3 separate regions of the Gossypium hirsutum genome follow, and regions 1 and 3 are each linked to region 2. Evidence: chromatin contacts called from public Hi-C data. All regions are on one chromosome and are shown on one strand. The core of a region is the stretch at or near the end of the contact, and the rest is flanking DNA. Distances in the headings are between cores, read along the strand shown.

Region 1 (3,534 bases), core at 1,013-3,512, 590 kb before region 2:
AATAACCCCTCCCAGAAGACACGGTAAATACCTGAATGCATTGCGGCAGAGTTTCAATGACTGCAATGACCGACAACCACTGGCCAGGTAGCCGAAAGAAGTGTCTGTCAGTTTGGATATGTTACCAATGTCAAGTGCTCGTAAATTTGAACAGGTTTCCGCAATGATTTTCAAGGAAGAATCAGTTAATTTCCTGCAGGAAATTACAGTATCAAACATATTTAGGGATCAAAAGAAACTCAAAACCAGGGAACTACAAAAGATTTTAGATAAAACAAGTGATAAGTAAGCGTACCAACAATCCATCAAAATCAGTTCCTTGATACCATCGCCTCTTGCAATAAGAAATTCCTTGATAAAACTATCAGTTACAGACTCCAACCCTGCTACTGACAACACTTCCAAATGCTCCAGCTTCTTCAATGATGGCAGAACCAGCATTGCATCAATACTTTGGCAATCATCGATAAATAGTTCCAGTAGAACTGATGCCAAGGAGGTAGCTAAAATGTCAATAGCGCTGTGGGTAAGAAATGAACACTGGCTGAGATTTACAGATCGTAATGCAGGGGCAGAAGAAACAAGAGCACTAAGCCCAGCATCCGAAAGACGATATGCACCAGTCAATGACAAAGTGGTTAGTGCAGGCAAGCTGTTCGGCGACCGAGCTAAGGTAGAAGGTAAATTATAATCCGCTAAGCAGTGGCCACAGTAATCAAGTTGGAGAATCTGAATTCCAAAAACAATAAACTTTAGACTAGTCGCAAAAAGAATATCATGAAATGGACAAATAGCAATAACTCAATACGACGTGTAGATGAATATACAGCGTACCGTCAAGTTGATAGTGTCACACTTTTCAAAACATTGATTGAACTGTTCCTCAGTTAGCCATGAACAATCTTTGAGGCGAATTTCGATAGGGGATCCGTTAAGAAGGAGATCAAAAAAGTTACTATTCATTCGCCTCGAGTCACAGAGCATATGACAGAGCTTGTGTCTCAGAGCATCAGGCACATGAGCAAGCGAAGCAATCGCATCTGCATTATCGACAAGAACCCTCAAGCTCAAATCAAGCAATGATGGAGGCAGCCGCTTTGACCAGTCTTTTCTTTTACCCTTTTGAGGAACCCACTTAATTTGTAAGTACTGTACCTTGTCCGAGGAAGAACTCCCCTGTCTTACGTTAAAATTCGCTGCTCTATCCCTTATAATCTTCATAGCAGTAGAGAAAGGACCCGGCCAATCTTCAACACCCTTTTCTTCAGGTTCTTCGGACGGAATTTCGCTTTCAGCCTCCGTTGATAAAATGTTATCATCTTCTTCCTGGGTGCTGAAATGGGCAAATCGAGAAGCATTTTCCCTAGCCGTATCTCGAAACCGCTCCATTCTCCCCTGACTTGTTCTCCTATTATTCTTCTTACTTGGCTTTTCATTGGACAAATTCACTTCCTGTGCTAGAAGTTCAACGTCGGAAACTGAACCGTCAACTAAACTCTCATCTTTAGATTCCAAAGCACTTTCTACAAGCAATTTCCCCTTCCCTTTCTCTTCTCTACTATATCTCCTTTTTCCCTTCACATTCACTCTCTCCTTGCTTCTTTCCGGTTTCTCAGTATCTTCACTCTCTTCCACTAACATGCTTTTACCTTTCCTGTCAATTTCAACCTCTACATCGCCTTCGCTGCCGTTGCCGTCGCCAAATGGACCCTTCTTAGTAACCCTCTTCCCCGACCGCAAACTCAATACCCCTTCATCCTCGCCGCTCTCCAAACCGACATCGTTATCGGCACTCAACTTCCTCTTTCTCGAAACGTCACCGTTTCGTCGTTCGATAGGTTCCTCCGCCTCCAAAACACCATCCTGGCCGGCATTGGACGAAGCTCTCGTAGAAAGACGAAGGCTCCGCCGAAGTATGGGTGCGGAACCGGAAACTGAACCAAGAGTTTTAGGGGAGGGAATGAGTGAAGGCGGCGATGAACGAGTGGCGGGTTGTTCGCGGCCTTGCGTGGGAGTGGCGGGCGGGTCGATATTGGCCCGAGCTTTTAGGGGCTTGGGTTGGACCGGAAGGATTTCGCGGGATCTTAGGACCGGCATCGCTGCTGAAAGAAAATGGCGGGAAGTGAAAACGAACCAGTATGAACACTCAACAAAAGAATAATAGGGAGGAATCGTATTAAGAAAAAAGGGCGGCCTTTTGGTTTTTTAACAAATTTAGGGTTTTTCTGAAAGAGAAGCTTCTCGCGTACGCTTTTCTATATTAATTTTCCCGCCACATAAATGTCCTCAATATTACGGGCCTGAATCTGAATGGTCAGCCAGCTGGCTTTTTTATGTATTTGTTTTTGGCCCAAAGAGATGTGAAGAAGAAATAAAATAGTGAGAGGAAAAAAGAATGTATTTTTATTGATTAATCGGAATTTTTATAATATTTATTTATTAATTTATGTTTGTTTAATAATAAAATATTGATAACGTTCAACATGATTTAAATTTTAAATTTATATAGGATTTTAAAATATTTTAATTAAGTTTTTAGAGTATTAATATTAAATTAAATTAATTGTAAGTTTAAATTTATCATGAACATTTAAAATATGTTAATCTAATCAAATAAATGAATAATCTCTTTCCTTAAAAAAACTATATAATTTGCTGAATTTTAACTTTATTAATTTGTTTCTTTTAAGCATGCACTAACAACCTATTATTTTAGACCTTAAACATAACTATCTAATTAAATACTATACACTTCAACTCAACTTACCATATATAAGGTTTAGCATTATATATTAAGCTTAATTCAAATCAACATTAAAGAAATACTATCTTAATTCTAGTATATATTAGAAGCCAATCATGACATATCTAATCTAATCACATATATCATATATTGTTGTGATTATAGGGCTAAATAACGTCAATAGTCCCTTTTTTTAATAATTAGATTTAATTAAGGAAATAAATTGATTTAAATAAAAAAGCGAGTTCAACTGGACGAGCTTTCTGCATACGTATCAAGAAAACACGTCTAGCTGGACACGTTTTCTGGAAAACTCATCTAATCAGGCATGTTTTCCCTCAATGTTCAAAAAGGTCAAAAAGCAATGGCTTTTTTATCAGTGCCACGCCAACTGTAAAAAATAAAAATAAAAATCCAACAATAAGTTTTTTTACCCTATAAATACCCTCCAAATTTCAGTTTTTTCATTCACATTCTTCTCTCAACTCTCTCAAACCCTCTCAAGTCTCTCGTTTTGATCGTGTACGATATTTTCATTTAAAAATAATATTTTTATTAATTATCTCATATTGTATTTGTTCAAAATCTATTTTTCACGAATGACCGCCTCTCTAATCCACTTCAACAACAAGAATATTTCCACCACCCAAGTAGTAATGGTAAGACGAAAATTTAAATTTCATTAATTTCAATAAGGTTAATTTTATTTTTTTTAATTTGAAATTATTTTTATTGTGTAAATAGGCAGAGAATCGTGTTTTGAAGGGCTTCATTCATAACATCGGAAAGCT
Region 2 (3,583 bases), core at 919-3,418:
ACCAATTCTTCTGTTTCCTCCTCTTCTTCATCCCCTTCCAAAGCATCATCGATTGCATCACCAATCACCTCACTCACCATCTCCATTTTCTCATTCTGTCTTTCAAACTCTTGCATAATTTTCTGCAGGGATGGCAAGTTCATCTGTCTATTCATTTGCCCCATTGCCTTTGTCACACCTTTCATTGCCTCTCCCATTGCTTGTGTTGATTTCAATGTCTGGATGTTGTACAGTACAGCAAATTCAGTCGAGTTTCAAACTTTATGATTTATAAGCAATTAAAACTTGTAAATTCACTAGGCTTCAATCTTGCAATGTACATCAGTTGCTGATGCAGTTCATTTATCCCCCAACTCTAAATAATTTCAGATGAGAATCAAGTTAATTGATGTTCCAACATATCTTCTTTTTTTCATTTTCACATATAAATTCCCATACATGGTATGGAACAGGGCATATATCAAAAGTTTTTGTAATAGCCCCTCCCCAATTATAGCTATCGACTTCCATCTACTTAACAAGCATCAGAAGTGTGGCCATAATTTTCTATGTCAAGCACTTAGGTAAAACAAATTGCACACTTAGAAGTCATTGACACAGATAAAATGCAAGGATAAAAGTACATACTTGAATTCTAAGAGATACACCCTGGAGCTGTGATTTGAGCTTATAAAACTTTTCAATCTGATGGCGTGTCCGGATAAGGTCTTTTGCCATCCCTCAAATAAAATCCCGAGAACAAAATATTTAAAGGATAGTAGGCTCGGTGGACAGCAAAGCCCATTCATGTCAATAAGAAACATGCAGATCATATACAATAACTTTTAAATCTGAAAGTTAAAAGAAACCTACTTTCACAAGATAAGAGATGCGAAATACAATATTGAAGCTCAATTAGACAAGAAATGACTACACTAGTCCACTAATACGAAGCAAAATAGACATACACATTACTCAAGCTACCAAATTGCCGCAAGTGTAATTGATGCATTTTGTTTAAAATGAGTGAGATGAAAAAGAAAAATAACTCATCATATCTATCTGTGAAGTGGTAGAGAACAATCAGCAATAAATCGATATGATCCTAGCAAACATGTCATTCACACATAAAACTAATCATCAAACATCGAATCAAGCCAGTACATAATCAAAATCACCAATAAAGCAACCTCATTTATACCAAAAAAATAAAAAAGGCTTCACATAACTGACTAAAACATAAAAATGCCAAGCTAATAAGCTCTCAATTAGATATACCAATTTTTTAAGAGAAATTTTAACTACGCATAAGTAAAAATGTTGAGCAAAAATAGAAAACAAAATTGTAAAAAATATATGTAACACACCATCTGCCCTTGCTTTGCACTTTTCTTAATCTCAGCAATCAGTTTCTTTTCCTTGCCTTTCCCTCTCTATCTCTCTAATAGATTTGTCGAGCATCTGCTTATTTTCTCGCAGAAGCTCTGAAAAAATATATGTATATCTACAATACAAAATGACTTGAGAATCCGGCATTAGGGGAAATGAATTGAGAACCACAAAATACACAATTCACCCAATTTGTTTGCTTGATCTTTGATACACTAAAGTGACAGGCTCAATAAAGTGCAAAAACCTTACTTTTAGAAATTTGAACTAGCAAACTACCATACAATTACTCGATCCTAAAATCCAAAATTAAACCAAATAAACAAAATAAAGCATTCGAATTCCTGTCATTAGCAGAATTCACAACTATTTCTAAAACTATAAGAAACATACTACTTCAATCGAAATCCTTAATTCTAATTATTCAATTACCAAAGCCCTCAATATAAAATCACATCATCAAATTCAAATACGAACAGATCACAACAAAATTAGTAGCGATTTTCGAAATTAATACAAATTCTAATTATTTGAAAACAAAATTGATACCTGCAGGGGTATTTCTATTGCCAAAGAGGAAACTCATGTTCGGTCGATGCTACGAAAACTGTCCCAAAACGATTTGGTAGTGGCTACGGCGATCTGATCTGGTATAAAAACGCATCGGATGTACACCACAAGAGATTGCTTCTTCGAGGTGGTTTGTTTGATCGCTCGGCCGCCAAGACAACTTCTTTGCTACTTTACTCCGTACATGGACAACGGCTGCTAAGGAATGGAATCGGGTATAGACAAATGGTTAATTTCTGTTATTAGTCCTTCTACTTTTAAGAAAGTTACGTGGATTTAGTCTCCATGCTTTAATTTAATTATTTTTGATCTCTGTATTATATTTAATTTTAATACTCACTAAATAATAACAGTTAAATTGATTAGGTTAAGTTTTGTTATTTTCAAATTTTGGGTAGAAAAATATTATTTATGTCAATATTAAAATTTTAGATTTTGAAAAAGTATAGATTAAATAGATATAGCCTTAAATAGATTTAATCGGATCAAGACTAAAAATTTTTAAAAAAAAGTGGAAGAGGTAAAATTATAATAATCAAATCCATTTTCCCACGTGGCTGCATCTGAGTGGTAGGGTCCAGTCTTTATTACCAGGCTGGCTCTCTGAATGTTGGGCTTTCTCTTTGCTATGGGAATGGGCCTAGACTGAAGCAGATGCTTACTCGATTAAATTGTATGAATCAAATTGATTTATTAAATAAATTCGGTTTGTGGATTTATTCAGTTGATGTTCAAATCATACCAACGGAATAAACTCTCAACTTTTTATTCATCTAATATGTTAAAAAATAAGTAAATTCAAGTCGTTTCCACTTTCCATCCATTATTTTTGTATTCATTGTTATCTAATAAAAAAATTAATAGTTTAAATGCAAACATTATTAAAAGTTCTCAATTTAATCCTTTCACATTAAAAATATAAATTTATACTATATTATGTTATATGTTATAAGTAGTTTGATTTCTATCACACAAAAATTAAGTTTATAATAGTATATAATATTACTATAATGTAAATATTTAAAATATATCATCTATATTTAAAATTTCAATAAAAATATAAAAAAATTAAATTGTAATTACATAAAATTTTGTAAAAAAATTCAAAATAATATAAATGAGTAAATTAATCATTTACAAATGTACTTAAATTTGAGTAAACTCTAAAATCCATAACCTAAACTTAAGCAAACAAATAATATGCTGATTATATATATATATATCATATATTAGATGTGAAAAAAAATTATGTAGTAAATATATTTATAAAAAAAATATATTTTAAAAATCAAATGAAGATTTAGTTGAAATGATAAAAAATTGAAAATCATGGTGTTTTGGGGTTCAAATCTTGTCAAGCATATATATTTTTTTTAAATTTAACTTGAAATGACAAAAAAAAACCATATAATAGTATTTATTATTGTATAAAAAATTCAATAATTACTTATGACACTAAAAAGTAACGTTAACTCAATAAACCACTCAAATATGGTAAAAATAGATATATAAGCTCGGCTAGGAGTGTAAATGAGATATTGATGCTCACAAGATACTTAAGTTCGACTAAAATAATTTAAATTTGCTTCAATAATTATCAAGCTGTGCTCAAATTATCAATCGAGCCAAATTCAAACTTAATAAT
Region 3 (3,950 bases), core at 1,395-3,894, 570 kb before region 2:
AAACAGAGATCACCACCATATTGAAAAAGACACAGAAACAAGGTTTGGGTAATTGAATGGGTGCGAACCTGCTACCGAGGCCGAAGAGACTCATGGAAAATGACAAAACGTTGACGTTTTGTTAACGGTGCCAAAACCTCTTTGTGTTTGTATAATAAAAATGCTGGAAACAGAGGATAAAGAAAACAAGAAAGCCGTATATGGTTATATATATAAATGGAGAGAAGAGAAAGGTTTTTGGTAATTAAAATAAGGAAAACATTATTAAATTAGTATATATAGGAAAAAAAGGGAATGAAGATAAATGACAGATTGGCAATTGGCAAAGACAGCGAAACTCTGTCTCAGTTAAAGAACAGAACATATGAGAGAACAGAGCATAGCCAGAGGGAAGAGCAGACACAGTCCCCGTCCCCCTTTGGCCTTTGCTGACCTGGCATTCTATTCCACTTATTTCAACCTTCTTTTTGGTCTAATTCTATACAAAGTCCCTCCCACAATAGAGTTTGAAAATATGAATTTTTTTCATTAATTAATTAGATTGTTTTCATTTTTTAAACATATAATGACAGTGGGATGTACAGTTAAACAACTTTTTGCACATATTTATATTATTATAATTGAATTTTATGGATGAGGGTAGAAGAAAATATATGATTAAATTTAGCAAAAAATGATGGAATTTAGTTGGGAAAATATGAAAGAAATGAATGAGGGTGGGGTCGTTGTAGCTGGATTTTGGATTTGTATTTCAACCTTTGGGGCTGAATTGGGATTTTGATTGGACCAGTTCAATGTCTTAAGCCTGCGATAATAAAATACAAAATTGATTAATGGTCCAAACAAATTTATTATATATTATTCAAATGATCTTCTACCCTTGACCCAAAGTCGTAGTTCTTACTTACTATATTCTCTCATTATTATTGTTAAAAAAAGAAAAGAAATCTGTGGGTATTTGTTTAAAAGAAGGAAGAAATTCGAAAGAGAAGCCATAACTGGGGTAACGATAGGATTGGATGCAGCAATCATTTTGGATTTGTGTTTTTGCTATCTTTGCTCTTGACTCTTTCTGCAACAAACCAATCTACAGCTAAGTCCCAGCTCGGACTACTTACTATTTCTTCCACTACATTCCATGGATTTTATAATAATTTTGTTTCGTTACATCTGAGCAGGTGAGCTTAGGGTAGTCCCAGAATTGTGTACAAAAACCAAGACACAGGTTTGATATCAAATTAGACTCTCCTATTTCACACATAATTTTAACATATATTCAACAGCACAGCCATTGCACATCAAAGTCGTGATTGTACTACCAGGAAGGGATAGTCCGTGTACCCCACAACAGGGTCTTGCGTATAAAATGTCTTCCTAATGTATCGATTTAATGGCGCATTGATCCTCAACCTAAAACCAGGTCTGGATTCGATATAAAAAGACGGCCATACGATACCAGATCGGCATCACCCTCAGCTACTGCTTGCATTCCGAGCTCCCTTGTGAATCCACCACTGCACATGAAAGTTCCCTCGTAACTCCTTTTCAAAGTCCTCATTAAATGAGCTTCCTCATCTTCACTACCGTGCCTGCCTGATTCGGTTTGCCCATAGGCATGATAACGAGGCTGAGTCACATGAAGGTAAGCGAGTTTCGACCCCAATTTCAGCTGAAGCTCATTAAGCCTCTCGATCACGGCTAAGCCTAGGTTGAGCGGATTAGTGTCAGTGGCGTCGAGGTGATCGATTGCGGGTGAAATTCGGACTGCGATTCTATCTGCACGTACAGCTTCGGCTACGGATCCAACGATTTGCATTAAGAATTTACATCGGTTTGCCAGTGATCCACCGTACTCATCTCTGCGATCATTGATCCCGTCTTTTAAAAATTGGTCGATGAGATATCCATGCGCTCCATGAATCTCGATTCCATCAAAACCGGCTCGAATGGCATTCAAAGCTGCCGTGCGGTAGTGTTGGACAAACCTCTGGTATTTCCGAGATTTGTAGAGCTCTAGGTTTAGGATATATGCCATAGCTCCCATCTAGCATCAAAATTCTCCACCTGTTGGAGAGAGGCTTGCTTGTTGACGATATGGGTGCCGCCCCACCAGGTTGATACACTATTTCATTAGTCAAAATAAGCAAATAAAATATTTCAATAAATGGTGAAAAAAAGGGGAAATGCATAGGGTGATGGAAGTTACCAGAATGTGAAGCACGGCCAACGTGCCAGAGTTGGCAAAAAATGATGCTTCCTTTTGCATGAACAGCATCCACAATCTTCTTCCATCCCTCCACCTGTTGGTCATTGTAGATCCCAGGAACATGTGGGAACCTGCTTCAACATTGCACCATTAGGCAATTTAGGATATGCCAGGAATCTGGATAGCTCAATATTATGAAAATCTGATATTATTGGAACAATCATTTTGTAACAGGGAAGGGATAAAAAGACTAACAAGGGTACCATTATATCATATACAAAATGATTATATTTGAAGTGAAGCATTGCATCTCCCAACCCTATTATCTCATATTCAATTTAATTTAATTTAAAAATAAAAACTCTTCCAATATGCAAAACGACACAACATTGGGCAAATCCTATCTGTTTGATGGAAAAGACTAGAAAGTGGTATAATTTATTGGTGGAATAGTCGTATCAGGATTTGGTTAAATTACGAAATTACCCAGCTGCAGTGTCGGACACCAGTGTCCCTTCGGTGATGAGAAAGCCGCCTGGAGTCGACCTCTGCATGTAATATTCAGCGAGCGCCGGCCTTGGGATTCCATTCAACGCCCTGCATCTAGTCATCGGCACCAGCACCCCCCTGCCATCACATACAAACCAAACTCAATAGACCCCCGGAAATCTTTGGTAGAACATGTCTGACAACCAAAGTTCCCTCAAGACAAGGATCTAAGCCCCTCCGAAATCAAGGAATCTGATGCAAAAAAAAAAAAAAACAGACAAACTGAAACACAGATCTGTGAGAAAGGTTGAACTTGCCCATCTTGTAAGGAGAGAAGAGCGTTGGGGTCCCTTGAGATAGAGTTTCCGCCATTGTTACCTTCCTACGAACTTGATCTGATGATGAAAAAACTTATCCGCAGTACACACTCCAGTTGAAAAAGTAAGGAAAACCAACAGTTACTAGAATAATTTACTTAATTATATAAAGAAATTTAGGGTGAGAGAATATAAGCATGTGGCATAAAATTGGACGGTATAGGGCGGGGGTTGCGGGAGTATTTTATAGCTGAAAATTTAATCCTTTGTTTTGATTTGATGAACTGCGTGGGGGGTTTTGATTGGAGATATATGGACGGAGGAGTCGGTGGCTGCTATTTATGGCATGGGTTTCATGTGCTGATTTAAACAGTGGCGACTCTTGATGCAAATATGTTTCCGCCGGCAATCACTGTTGCCGACCTGTTGTTGCTTTGAAAAAACTCTGGCGACAAATAGTTGTAGAATTACTTGTGTTTTTCTTTCTCTCTTGCAAAAGAAGAATGAGTCAAAACTCAAAACGGTGTGTACCATCCTGAATTCAATGCTCAGTTACAATTGTGAGTGTTCCCACTAGTTTGAACCTTGACAAAAAAAGGCCGGGTGAAACAACAATTTTGCACTTCATCAATTCTGTTAAAATCACGATTATACCTAATTAACACTGTAACGACTGGTAGTCAGTGATCTCGATAAGTGCATTTTTAGAATTTTTTTCCCGTAAATTGAAGTCATAAATATTTAATAAATATTTTTAAAGTTCAGTTAAGTGAATTTATTTAAATTAAAAGTAATTAAATATAAGGATTAAATTGTATATAGCGTGAAAGTTAAATTATAGATTAAAAATAAATTAAAGGGTCAAAGTAATAATTATACCTATGTTATAGAAATATGTTAAAATATGTTATTTTAATAATTAAGTAAATGTATATATA

Evidence for each region. Hi-C and Micro-C count contacts between places; a contact is called where the count stands out from the background.
Region 1: a contact with region 2 is called in a Hi-C map of leaf, with 2.1 times the contacts expected there. The contact joins the promoter of LOC107951068 here to the promoter of LOC107897703 in region 2. A contact is called at or near these places in 5 of 34 Hi-C or Micro-C datasets (callus and leaf).
Region 3: a Hi-C map of leaf shows a contact between it and region 2, with 4 times the contacts expected there. The contact joins the enhancer-like site here to the promoter of LOC107897703 in region 2. A contact is called at or near these places in 5 of 34 Hi-C or Micro-C datasets (callus, leaf and petal).

Annotation. Positions count from the first base shown.
Region 1 is chrA06:20,248,129-20,251,662 of Gossypium_hirsutum_v2.1, reverse strand. It overlaps LOC107951068, which reads right to left and starts at 2,262. Exons shown (of 6, transcript XM_016885966.2): 1 at 835-2,262; 2 at 296-729; 3 at 32-193. The coding sequence starts at 2,097.
Region 2 is chrA06:19,659,599-19,663,181 of Gossypium_hirsutum_v2.1, reverse strand. It overlaps LOC107897703 (vacuolar protein sorting-associated protein 2 homolog 1), which reads right to left and starts at 2,168. Exons shown (of 4, transcript XM_016823240.2): 1 at 1,918-2,168; 2 at 628-707; 3 at 1-218. The coding sequence starts at 1,954.
Region 3 is chrA06:20,228,350-20,232,299 of Gossypium_hirsutum_v2.1, reverse strand. It overlaps the pseudogene LOC107951066 and the pseudogene LOC107951065. Among protein-coding and RNA genes, the nearest start is that of LOC107951064, 14 kb to the right of the region's middle. Within about 2 kb of position 2,644, at least 7 of the 9 cell types and tissues checked have an H3K27ac peak or open chromatin away from gene starts, as enhancers often do. A contact at or near this core is called in leaf, where this site is marked.